3 separate regions of the Mus musculus genome follow, and regions 1 and 2 are each linked to region 3. A link is a contact called in public promoter capture Hi-C data. All regions are on one chromosome and are shown on one strand. The core of a region is the stretch at or near the end of the contact, and the rest is flanking DNA. Distances in the headings are between cores, read along the strand shown.

Region 1 (3,235 bases), core at 567-3,066, 110 kb after region 3:
GACAGCAAGAATCTGAAGGCATTAGGATGCAGTCTCTTCCTAGCCCTCTCTTTACCTTGGAGACCCCCCAGCCATATTCTCTCTGCAGCATCATTCAAGCCCACCCACCTCCTGTTCCTTTCTCTGCAGCTCCTCCGGAACATCTTCCTCTCAGATTTAAGGAAAGCCCACCTGTGTTAAAGCTTCAACTTCCTTATGATCCTACTGAAAAGCCAGGAGGTGGTGCCATATACCTTTATCCCCAGCAGTTGGGAGGCAGAAGCAGGCAAATCTCTAAGTTCAAGGCCAGTTGTGTCTACAAAGCTAGTTTCAGGACATCGAGGGCTACACAGAGAAACCCTGTTTCCAAAAACCAAAACCCAAAACAAAATAAGGTAAAAGAGATTATATTGAACTGTTTGCTTAGTCTGAAAACAAAAGCTGCATAGTTTATAAGCTACTTAGTTCTTCTTATTGTCATTCCTAGCTGGAGTATAAGCATGTCGATTTATTTCATATTAGATAAATATTGAATGGGTGCTTAGTATGCTTTTTTATGCCAAAACACGCTTTTTCCCATTGACATTTTTAATTAAAAGAGAGAGAGAGAGACACCTTAATTATCTTCTGTGTTTGGCCATGACTAAACTCTCTAGCATTGCAGTGCAGATTCAGAAAAAGGAGATGTGGTGAATTCTGAAAAGTGAAAGTACTGGACAATGGCGGGCAGGTGTTTAAACCATCTATGAAGATGCAAAATGCCCATATATTAGCCTAACATGGAAAATATTCAGGATCAATATCTTACCAAGAACACCTAGGCTCTGTCCAGAGCAATACCTAACTCTTGTTTACTATCTAAGCAAAAAAAAAAAAAAAAAGAACTGATATAACTTTTAGTGCAAAGATGCAAGCAAGAATGATCAATAAGGCCTAAGCCAGGTGAGGACACCAGGATCTCTTATGGCTACTGAGACAGAAACAAGCAGGTGGAGGGGTGAGGGGGTTGGGAAGGCACAAGCTTGCAGTCCCAGCTACTTTAAGAGGCTGAGGTAGGGTGATATTTGACCCCAGAACTCCAGGACCAACCTCAGTAAGGCGGTGAAACGGGCCTCAAAAATAAATAATAAATACGTATTTAAAAAAAAAATCTCTGTTTAAGTAAACATGGAATCCTAAGAGTGGCTCTTCAGAGGTACATATAGTTAGAAAGTGACACGGGGGCGGGTTTTCAAGTAAATCAAGGGCTCAGGATGTTAAGGTCACTGATAGCCCCTTTGGCTGCAAGGAGGGGAATAGAGGCTCCTCTTAGACTGAACCCCTGAAACTCTACAGTATCTTAGTAGGCAGAGGGGAGAGGAAACAAGGAGAAGGGAGAGAAGAGGAGGGGACGCGGGGGGTGGGGAGGGCTCCTGAGATTCCAGACCTGTTTACAAGGTGTATCACAGCAGCAGAGCAGAAGGAAACAGGAAGTGCTTGCCCCAGCAAAAGAAGGGGCTTCTCCAGAAAAAAAAAAAAAAAAAGACCTTCCTGCTCAATTTCAATTCGATTCCTCACGAACTCTTTTTCTCAACTTCAGATCACTGCGGTTTGTGATCTGTGAGCAAATAAGCCTCTCCTAAGCGTCACTGAAGTCTCTCCTTTTAGGGTCTCCCTCCCTCCACCCTGGACAAACTTTCGCACACACCTTTGGACCCTCACCTCCGACCTGGAAGGGGAGATCTTTCCTCCAGACAGAAGCGGTGAGGAAAAGCCAGGGACTGGTTTCAGCCAGCCAAACCAACCAGCAGCCCCTCCCTTTTTGACTGCAGAGAAAAGAAACTGAAACTCCAAACCAGCGGATACAGGAAAGAGGAGGAAACTTTTGAGTCCTAAGTATTGGCAAAACTCTAGGCCACCAATAGATGGCAATGCAGGGACTCTGGTGATCCAAGGCTAGAGGAGAAGTTTTCAGCAGCCAGGAAGAGCTTTTTGGTGGCCATAGCTAAGGGCTGTCACTTACATCAGGTGGTTAAAGACCATGTTAAGGGAAGATTTCACTCAGCAAGAAGGCAGCCACGAACTCAAAAGAAACACGAGAAACTTTTATTAACGTGTGAGCCGAAAATAAAACAAATGGCCCAGCAAGCTATACAGTTTCTTACAATCTTTTTCAGGCCAGACAGCAGCGGTATTTTTATCTAGTCACCATCTGAGGGTGGTCTCTGAGTTCCTTAATGTTTAAAGGTGTTCAGTTAGGGGAACAACAACCCAGGAATACATGGGAACACATTAAAAAAAAAAAAAAAAGCACGGTCTTTTGCTTAATTTGTGAATAACAATAACCCTTTGGTTATGAAAATAGAATCTGCAGCTTTGCACTGACCTTTGTCCACTTTGACCTTCTCAAGTGTCTCCATCCCCAATCCCTTCCAGGTTAGCACATTTACATTCCTTTTAGGCTCCACTCAACAGTTACCTAGCAACAGTCAGGTAGGTCTGGCTTGCTATAAAAGGGACTGTTTGGCCCCTCCTTGTTCTCTCTGAGCCCTTTCTCCTTCCCCCTGTCCCCTCTCCACATGTTCCCTGCTGGTAGTGCTCCTCTCTCTCTCTCTCTGTCTCTCTGTCTCTGTCTCTCTCTATCTCTGTCTCTCTCTCTGTCTCTCTCTCTCTCTGTCTCTCTCTGTCTCTCTCTCTCTGTCTCTCTGTCTCTCTCTCTTTCTCTCTTCTTACCCACCCCCCTCAAGAATTATCAAGTCTACCCAATAAACAAGAAAGGGAAACCATGCCTGCAGCAGGGAATGGTGCCAGTGAAGTTGTAAGGGTCCATAATTCAAAGAAGAATGACACCCAACTCAACTGGTATGCAAATGTAAAGATAGATTTCTGCAGAAGTCCAGCAAGCTGGGGTCTCCCATTACCAAGATAGAGACACCCAAGAGAGCTTGCTGGTCTGATTTAAGGCTCATTAGGGAATTCTGAGGTAGGGACCTCTATGTTAATCTATTGGGTCCATCTCTATGGACATTCTATTACCTGGGTGTGAGGGCAGGAAACTTGCTGGGGAGGTCTGGGAACTGTTACCAAGGTAGTAACTGAGGAAGTCTGGAAACTGCTGCCTACCCATTGGCCTTGCTTCAGGCCAGGTGGTTGGGACATTCCATTAACTGGGCTTGAAGGCTGGAGCCTAGGATTTTTTCTATTGGTAATTGACTTGCCTGGACTGGCTCAGTTCTTAGGCCTAGTCTCCTTAACTACCAATTTTAAGTCTGTCATG
Region 2 (3,133 bases), core at 317-2,816, 93 kb before region 3:
TGACAAATACAGAGGCAGATGCTCAATGACAACCATTGGACAGAGAGCAGGGTCCTCAGTGTAGGAGTTGGAGAAGGGACTGAAAGAGCTGACAGGGTTTGCATCCTCATGGAGGGAACAAGAGTGTCAACGGGCCAGAACCACCAGAGCTCCTGGGAACTGGACCATCTACCAAAGAGTACACATGGAAGGAGCCATGGCTATGTCCACATATGTGGCAGATGATGGATGGCCTTGTTGGACATCAGTGGGAGGAGTAACCCTTGGGCCTGAGGATATTAGATGCATCAGTATGTGACAATGCTAGGGCAGGAAGATAGGAGTGGGGGAGGGGGAACACCTTCATAGAGGTAGGAGTAGGGGGTTTCCGAAGGGAAGACCTGGAAAGGGAAAAACATTTGAAATGTAAGTAAAGAAACTATCCAATAAAAAAAAAATCCTTAAAAAAAAAAAAGAAAAGAAAAGAAGATTGGTAGTGTGGCATTATTAGAGAAGGTATGGCATGGATGCAAGCTTTCAGGATTCAGTAGATTCTGACCACCAACAACAACATTTTCTCTCTGCCTCTGCCTCTTGTCTAGTTTGTGTCTCAAGGTGTGACTTCTCATTTCCTGCTCCAGCACCTTGTCTCCCTGCCTGGTGCCATGTGTCCTACTGTGGTGGTCATGAACTCTACTGTGAGCCCCAAATGAAACACTTTCCTTACAACTTGTCCCAGTCATGGTGTTTATCCCAGCAGTTCGGAGTAACTAAGACAGATCACATGCAGGAGCCACCACACCTGATTTTGTACAGTGCTGAGGGTCCACCATCAGACTCTATAATGATAGGCAAACACTACTCTCAGAGAAGCTCTACAGATTTCCACCTTTTATTCAGGGAATGGTGTAGCAGTAGTACTGGTCTTTAAACAAATCCTAAATCAAATGGGACCTTGTGAAACATCCTGTAGAGGGACTCCTGGAAAGGGGAAAATGAATGAATGGATCAGCTCGGCACTGTGAAGGGACAAAGTCTATTCAGTTACAGAATACATAATCTGAGGGACATCATGGAACAACTGGAGAGCCCTCTGCAGCTCACTGCTCTCTCTGCTGTGAGGGTGGTGAGGTGTTTCTGCCTGGCTCTGCACATGACTCCTCCCCATTCTGTCCCTGATGGGTGGGAAATCTTGCTTGTGTGGCAGCTCCCTGAACTGCAACTTCCTTCCTGTTCTCTTCCGGTAAGAGTCCAGCTCCAACCTCAGAGGAACACGGCAGCTTTCTGTCCCTAGCCTTGTTTTTCCTTCCCTTTAGGCCACACCTGCCACCAAGGCAAAGCCAAAACAGGAGCTCAAGTGCAGGAGAAGCCCATGGGGAAGGCTTTCTTTCCACATTCCCAGAGGGTCAGGAACTTTTTGGTTGATTGTATCATGAGTCTGAACAAGTGACATAACAAGTTTCTGTAGTTCTGAAAAAAAATGTCCCAAGTTACTGGAAGGCAAAGCTGACCTAAGGCAACTGACTCCCTCTGGTGGTAAAACCTCAGATATTGATGGGGTACCACCCCACTGGTTGGTTGTTTTTAGTTTCTTTTTCTCAGTTCCTGCCCTCACAGTCTTAACTTTCATTTCTCTACTGGCTCCCAAGAGGACCAGCACAGTTGGCTGAATCCTCAGGACTTAGACTCTTGCCTGTGTTTGCTCCTCTCCACAAATCCTGGGTCTCTTGGTTGGTATCTGAAGGTGTGAGCCAATTTTCAACTGCAGAGTTTGGAGGAATTTAGAAGAAGACACAGTCTTTGCTCTGGTGAGTTTAAGTTGAAGTTAAAAAGCAGGAAGAGGTTGGGGGGGAACTGCTGGCTTCCTGCTGAATATTATGGGGATGAGAGCCAGAGACAGGGTGGCCTTGAGGAAGACAGCTCTTATGACCTGTCTGGAAAGGTCCGTTATTTTTCCAAACAGACTCCAGTCTTTTTTCTAATCTTTAATTATGAGTTGCAGCATGAATCTTCTGCTCCAACACAGACACTGATTTCCCTCCAAAGAAGTAGTATAGCCAGAGGGGTGTTTGAAAAAAAAGGTTAAGATTTCTCTGAGTAATAGTAGATTTACCCATGATTCTAAGGGCTTATTTCCTTTGATCTTTGTCTGTGATTGGAAGTCTTGATCTCTTTGCAGCCTCCTATTAATGTACTTGTACTATAAAATAGCCTGAAGTCTGTAGGGAATTCCTAATGTCACTTTAAAATCATTACCATTGCCTACCCTTCCCCATATGCCATATGTCCTGTATCTGAATCTAGATCACCCCAGACTAGTAATTCTGGATACAACGAAAGACGACACAGTAAGATCCAGAGTCCAAGGACCTAATAAGACCAAATCTATTTAGCTAATTTGGGTGCAATTAGTGGGCTGGAGGAGCACTTGCAAGTTTCTACCAGCTCCTAATTTAATCCCAAGGAAAGAGACAGAGGATAGGGTGAAAGGAAGATTGGATGAGATAGAGAGAAACAGAAAGAAACAGAGAGACAGAGAGAGAACAGCAAAGGAGCACTCTCAAGAAGTGACAGCTTTTTAATTCCTGTATATCCCAGGCTGACCTCATGGAATTGTTCTGTGTCAGCCTCCCCAGCTCCTGGGATTACACATGAACATTAGTGCCCTAGGAGGCACAGCAAGAGCTCCTAATTGAATTTGATGACATAAAAGAATGAAAAATGTCTGCTGATAGAAAGATCTAGAGATCTTGAGAACCATGAAAGAAAAGAAAGGACTTGGAGCAGGGAATCCAGGCTTCACCCAAACTAATGTAGACTCCAGAAGACACAGGTCAGGACTTCCTGTGTCCAGGTTGGCTTGAGGGTTCTCAAGAGCCCATTCATCCCCTTTCCCTTTGCTCTGTCTTGCTTTCAATCAGTTGTGTACACCTGTTTTCTGAACATAGCAATTAACTCTCTTAACCACCATATGTTATGAGATATTAAAATGCATGTTTTAGGGTTGTCCAGTTTTTAAATGTGGAAACGTCTAGGGGATACGTGTCAAATTGCTTCAAAAAATGATACTTTGTAAATGAGAGAATTTATTTGCCAGGCCTATTTGGAAAAGGACCATTTCTTCTATGGCATCAGTTCTTTGAACTCTCTTCAT
Region 3 (3,164 bases), core at 228-2,727:
GTCCACAGCAAGAACAACAGTGAGGCTTATGACCTCATCAAGATATGAAATTTAGGTAAGTGTATAGCTATGGATAGAGCACTAGCCCAGCATCCACAAGGACCGTGGTTCAATCACTGAAGTCAAAAGCCAAACTAAACAACAACAGCAAAAGTTCATGATCCCAGCACTGGGGAGGCTAAGGGAGCTAGAGCTCATTTAGGGTCAGTCTATCTGAAAGGAAGAAGAGTATAAGACAGTTGTAAGTATGTGAAATAAATTCAAACTACAGAGTTATGTCTGCTGTCACTCATCATTCCATATTTCAGTAGATCTGAGACTGTAGGGAAATAATTAGAGAGGCAAACAGGAAAGGGGATGAGACAGGTGATGGTGGCTTCTCCAACATTCACTCACACAACTGACTTTCTTTAATTAATTTGTGATTTATTTATTTATTCTTCTCTTTCTTTCTCCCTTCCTTTTCTCTTTGGAAAGCTTCAGGTGTTTCCCATGCCATCCTGATGTCAGTCACCATAGCTGAGGATGGCTTTGAGCTCCTGATCTCATGCAGCCAGCTGCAAGGCAGTGGCATCCTGTGCTGGTTTGAATAACAATGGCCCCAGAGGCTAAGATTTTTTGGATACTTGGTTCTTAGTTATCAGGACACTGTTCAGGAAAGATTAGGAGTGTGGCATTCTTGGAGAAAGTATGGCATGGGTGCAAGCTTTCAGAATTCAGTAGACTCTGAACCCCACCATCATTCTCTCTCTGCCTCAGGTTTCTGTAAGATGTGTCTCCAGTTGTGACTTCTCACTTCCTACTCCAGCACCTGCTCCAGCTCACTGCCTGTTATCAGGTTCTCCACTGTGGTGGTCATGAACTTTAACCCATAGGAACTGTGAATGCCAAATTAAACACTCTCCTTGTAACTTGTCCTAGTCATGGTATTTATCAGAGAAGTAGAAGAGTAAGTAAGACAGACCGCAGGGGCCACCACACATGGTTATATACACTTCTGAGGACCATCCCAGTGCTCCATGCTTGATAGGCAAGCACTATGTCAACTGTACCTCATTCTCAGCTCTACAGATTTCTCCCTTCTAATTCCGGTACTGCTGAGTCACTATATAGGTGTTCAATACACCTCTAAGCCAAATAGGAACCTCCAAGATATTCTGGTGAGGGACTCCTAGAAGGGAGGAAATGAATGGGTGGATCAGATCAGCACTGGAAAAGGACTAAGTCTGTTGAGCCACACAATACATAATCTGGTGGAGACTATTGGGCAGCTGGAGAGCCCTCTGCAGCTCATTACTCTCTGCTGTGAGGGTGGTGAGGTGTTTCTGCCTGGCTCTGCACATAACTCCTCCCCAGTCTCCAGAGCCAGCCAATGCTGATATGAGGATAACTTCCTCAGTCAGTGTGGGCCCTGCAGGCTTATGCAAAGGCATCTCATTGGTCTGTAGAGTTGTGGTTTCTGTTTCATTTCCAGCTCTCAAACTTTCGTTTCTCTAGCTTCGAGTCGGAAATACCTTGAAGTTCTGGATTGGTTAGTTAATTCTCCCTGGTTTACAACTTTCTGGCGTCTGATAACGGGCTGAGCAATTTTAGGGGGCAGACTTTTGAAGACTTTGAAAGGAGAACATTGCTTTTGCTTGGGTGAGTTTATCCTGTAAAAGCGGGGGAGGGGAAGGGGGAGGGGCTGCCGGCCTCTGGCTGAAAATGCAAATGGGGGAGCTTGAGGGAGGTGCCTCCTCAACAACAACAACAAAACACCACCACCACCAACAACAACAACAACAACAAAACTACTTTAAAGTTGTGTTTTTTCCAGGTTTAGTCTCCCCCTTCAGTTTCACAATCTGTAATTTTGAATTGTACCTTGTGCACGAGACCCAGAGCGTTGTTTCCTACCACAGACATTCCCTTTCCAGGCAGCAAAGCTGGATCAGAGCCTCTGCTTTTCAATGTGTTTTTGTGTGATAAAGTGGTACTTCCGCATACTTTAGGGCTTTGGTTCTTTACCGGATCGGACTCGTTTGAATGACCTTTTCACAGGAGTTGCACTTTAGATATCTCGCATATCATATATTCATATTATGATTCACAACAGTAGAAAAATATAGTTATGAGGTAGCAAATACCACAGTTTTATGGTTGGGGTCAATACAACACGAGGAAGTTTTCTAAAGAGTTGCAGCATTAGGAAAGTTGCAAAATACTCCTCTAAGAGTCCCAGAGTTTCTCTCAGTTTAGTACCAGAGACTGAGAGCCTGTTATTTAGTCACAGACCCTGTTTGACAGTCCCAAGCCTGGGAATAACTTCAGCTATTATCTTTCCCCTTCCGATATTTTCTCCATACCAATATAGACTTCAGCCCAGCTTGAGATTCCAGATAAACAGGAGGCAGAAGGATTATAAATTGATGGCCATCATCAGCAACTCAATAAGACTCATTCATAGAATATTTTTTTAAAAGACATCTGTGACTTAGTTCAGTGATAGAGTACTTTTCAAGCTTTGGGTTCAGTTCCCACGCAGAGGGGAAGGGGTGTTTGAAGATGGGAAAACTACTATGAGCATGCTCCAGTGACACATCTGAAGATTTCCCCCAAAGTGCCAGCTTTTGTAAGGTTTCTTGGAGAGAGGATACATTTTATGTTGCCCAGACTGGTCTCCAGCTTGTCCGACAGCCCCAGCCCCAAGTCTCTGTAGTGTCAGGAGCACATGACTGCAATAGCCTCTTTCTACCTTTAAAGAAAGAAAATTAAATTTTTGATTGATGTTAAAAAATGACAAATTAAAAAAAAAAAAAAAAAAAGCTTGAGAGAGCCATGGGAGAAACCAGTGTGATCAGGGATATCATGGCTTTGCTCTAAAGCTAATCTAGACGCCCAGAAGACATCAACAAACCTTCTCCTGTCAAGGTTGATTTTGTGTGTTTTGCTTTCTCAACAACTGTTTCTTGTCCGTGTTCATAAGCCAGTGCCTTCATTCTTGAATTTGCTTGAGTTCTTCCCTCCCCTCCCCTTCCCCTCCCCTCCCCTCTCTCCCTCTCCCTCTCCCTCTCCCTCTCCCTCTCCCTCTCCCTCTCCCTCTCCCTCTCCCTCTCCCTCTCCCTCTCCCTCTCCCTCTCCCTCTCCCTCTCCCTCTCCCTCTCCCTCTCCCTCTCTCTAAGTTA

Evidence for each region. Promoter capture Hi-C pulls out the DNA fragments that hold promoters and counts their contacts.
Region 1: a contact with region 3 is called in a promoter capture Hi-C map of macrophages, with 7 read pairs. The contact joins the promoter of Trim34a here to the promoter of Trim12c in region 3. A contact is called at or near these places in 3 of 39 promoter capture datasets (the C10 cell line, the HPC-7 cell line and macrophages), 8 of 484 Hi-C or Micro-C datasets (B cells, CD4 T cells, the G1E-ER4 cell line and 4 more), 15 of 115 datasets of contacts at active chromatin or transcription factors (the SCID.adh cell line, T-cell acute lymphoblastic leukemia, bone marrow-derived macrophages and 9 more) and 3 of 9 other capture datasets (adipose tissue, embryonic stem cells and liver).
Region 2: a contact with region 3 is called in a promoter capture Hi-C map of macrophages, with 9 read pairs. The contact joins the promoter of Trim30a here to the promoter of Trim12c in region 3. A contact is called at or near these places in 1 of 39 promoter capture datasets (macrophages), 10 of 484 Hi-C or Micro-C datasets (CD4 T cells, LSK cells, embryonic fibroblasts and 7 more), 6 of 115 datasets of contacts at active chromatin or transcription factors (the 230-238 cell line, effector CD8 T cells, heart atrium and 2 more) and 2 of 9 other capture datasets (adipose tissue and macrophages).

What each region holds. Positions count from the first base shown.
Region 1 is chr7:104,243,038-104,246,272 of GRCm38.p6, reverse strand. Trim34a (tripartite motif-containing 34A) reads right to left here and starts at 1,816. Exons shown (of 8, transcript NM_030684.3): 1 at 1,681-1,816.
Region 2 is chr7:104,444,558-104,447,690 of GRCm38.p6, reverse strand. Trim30a (tripartite motif-containing 30A) reads left to right here and starts at 1,566. Exons shown (of 8, transcript NM_001357467.1): 1 at 1,566-1,787.
Region 3 is chr7:104,351,671-104,354,834 of GRCm38.p6, reverse strand. It overlaps Trim12c (tripartite motif-containing 12C), which reads left to right and starts at 1,477. Exons shown (of 8, transcript NM_001146007.1): 1 at 1,477-1,641. Gm38525 (tripartite motif-containing protein 30A-like) reads left to right here. Exons shown (of 8, transcript XM_006508379.2): 8 at 1-276. Gm36430 (a long non-coding RNA gene) reads right to left here and starts at 2,798. Exons shown (of 6, transcript XR_003946847.1): 1 at 1,864-2,798.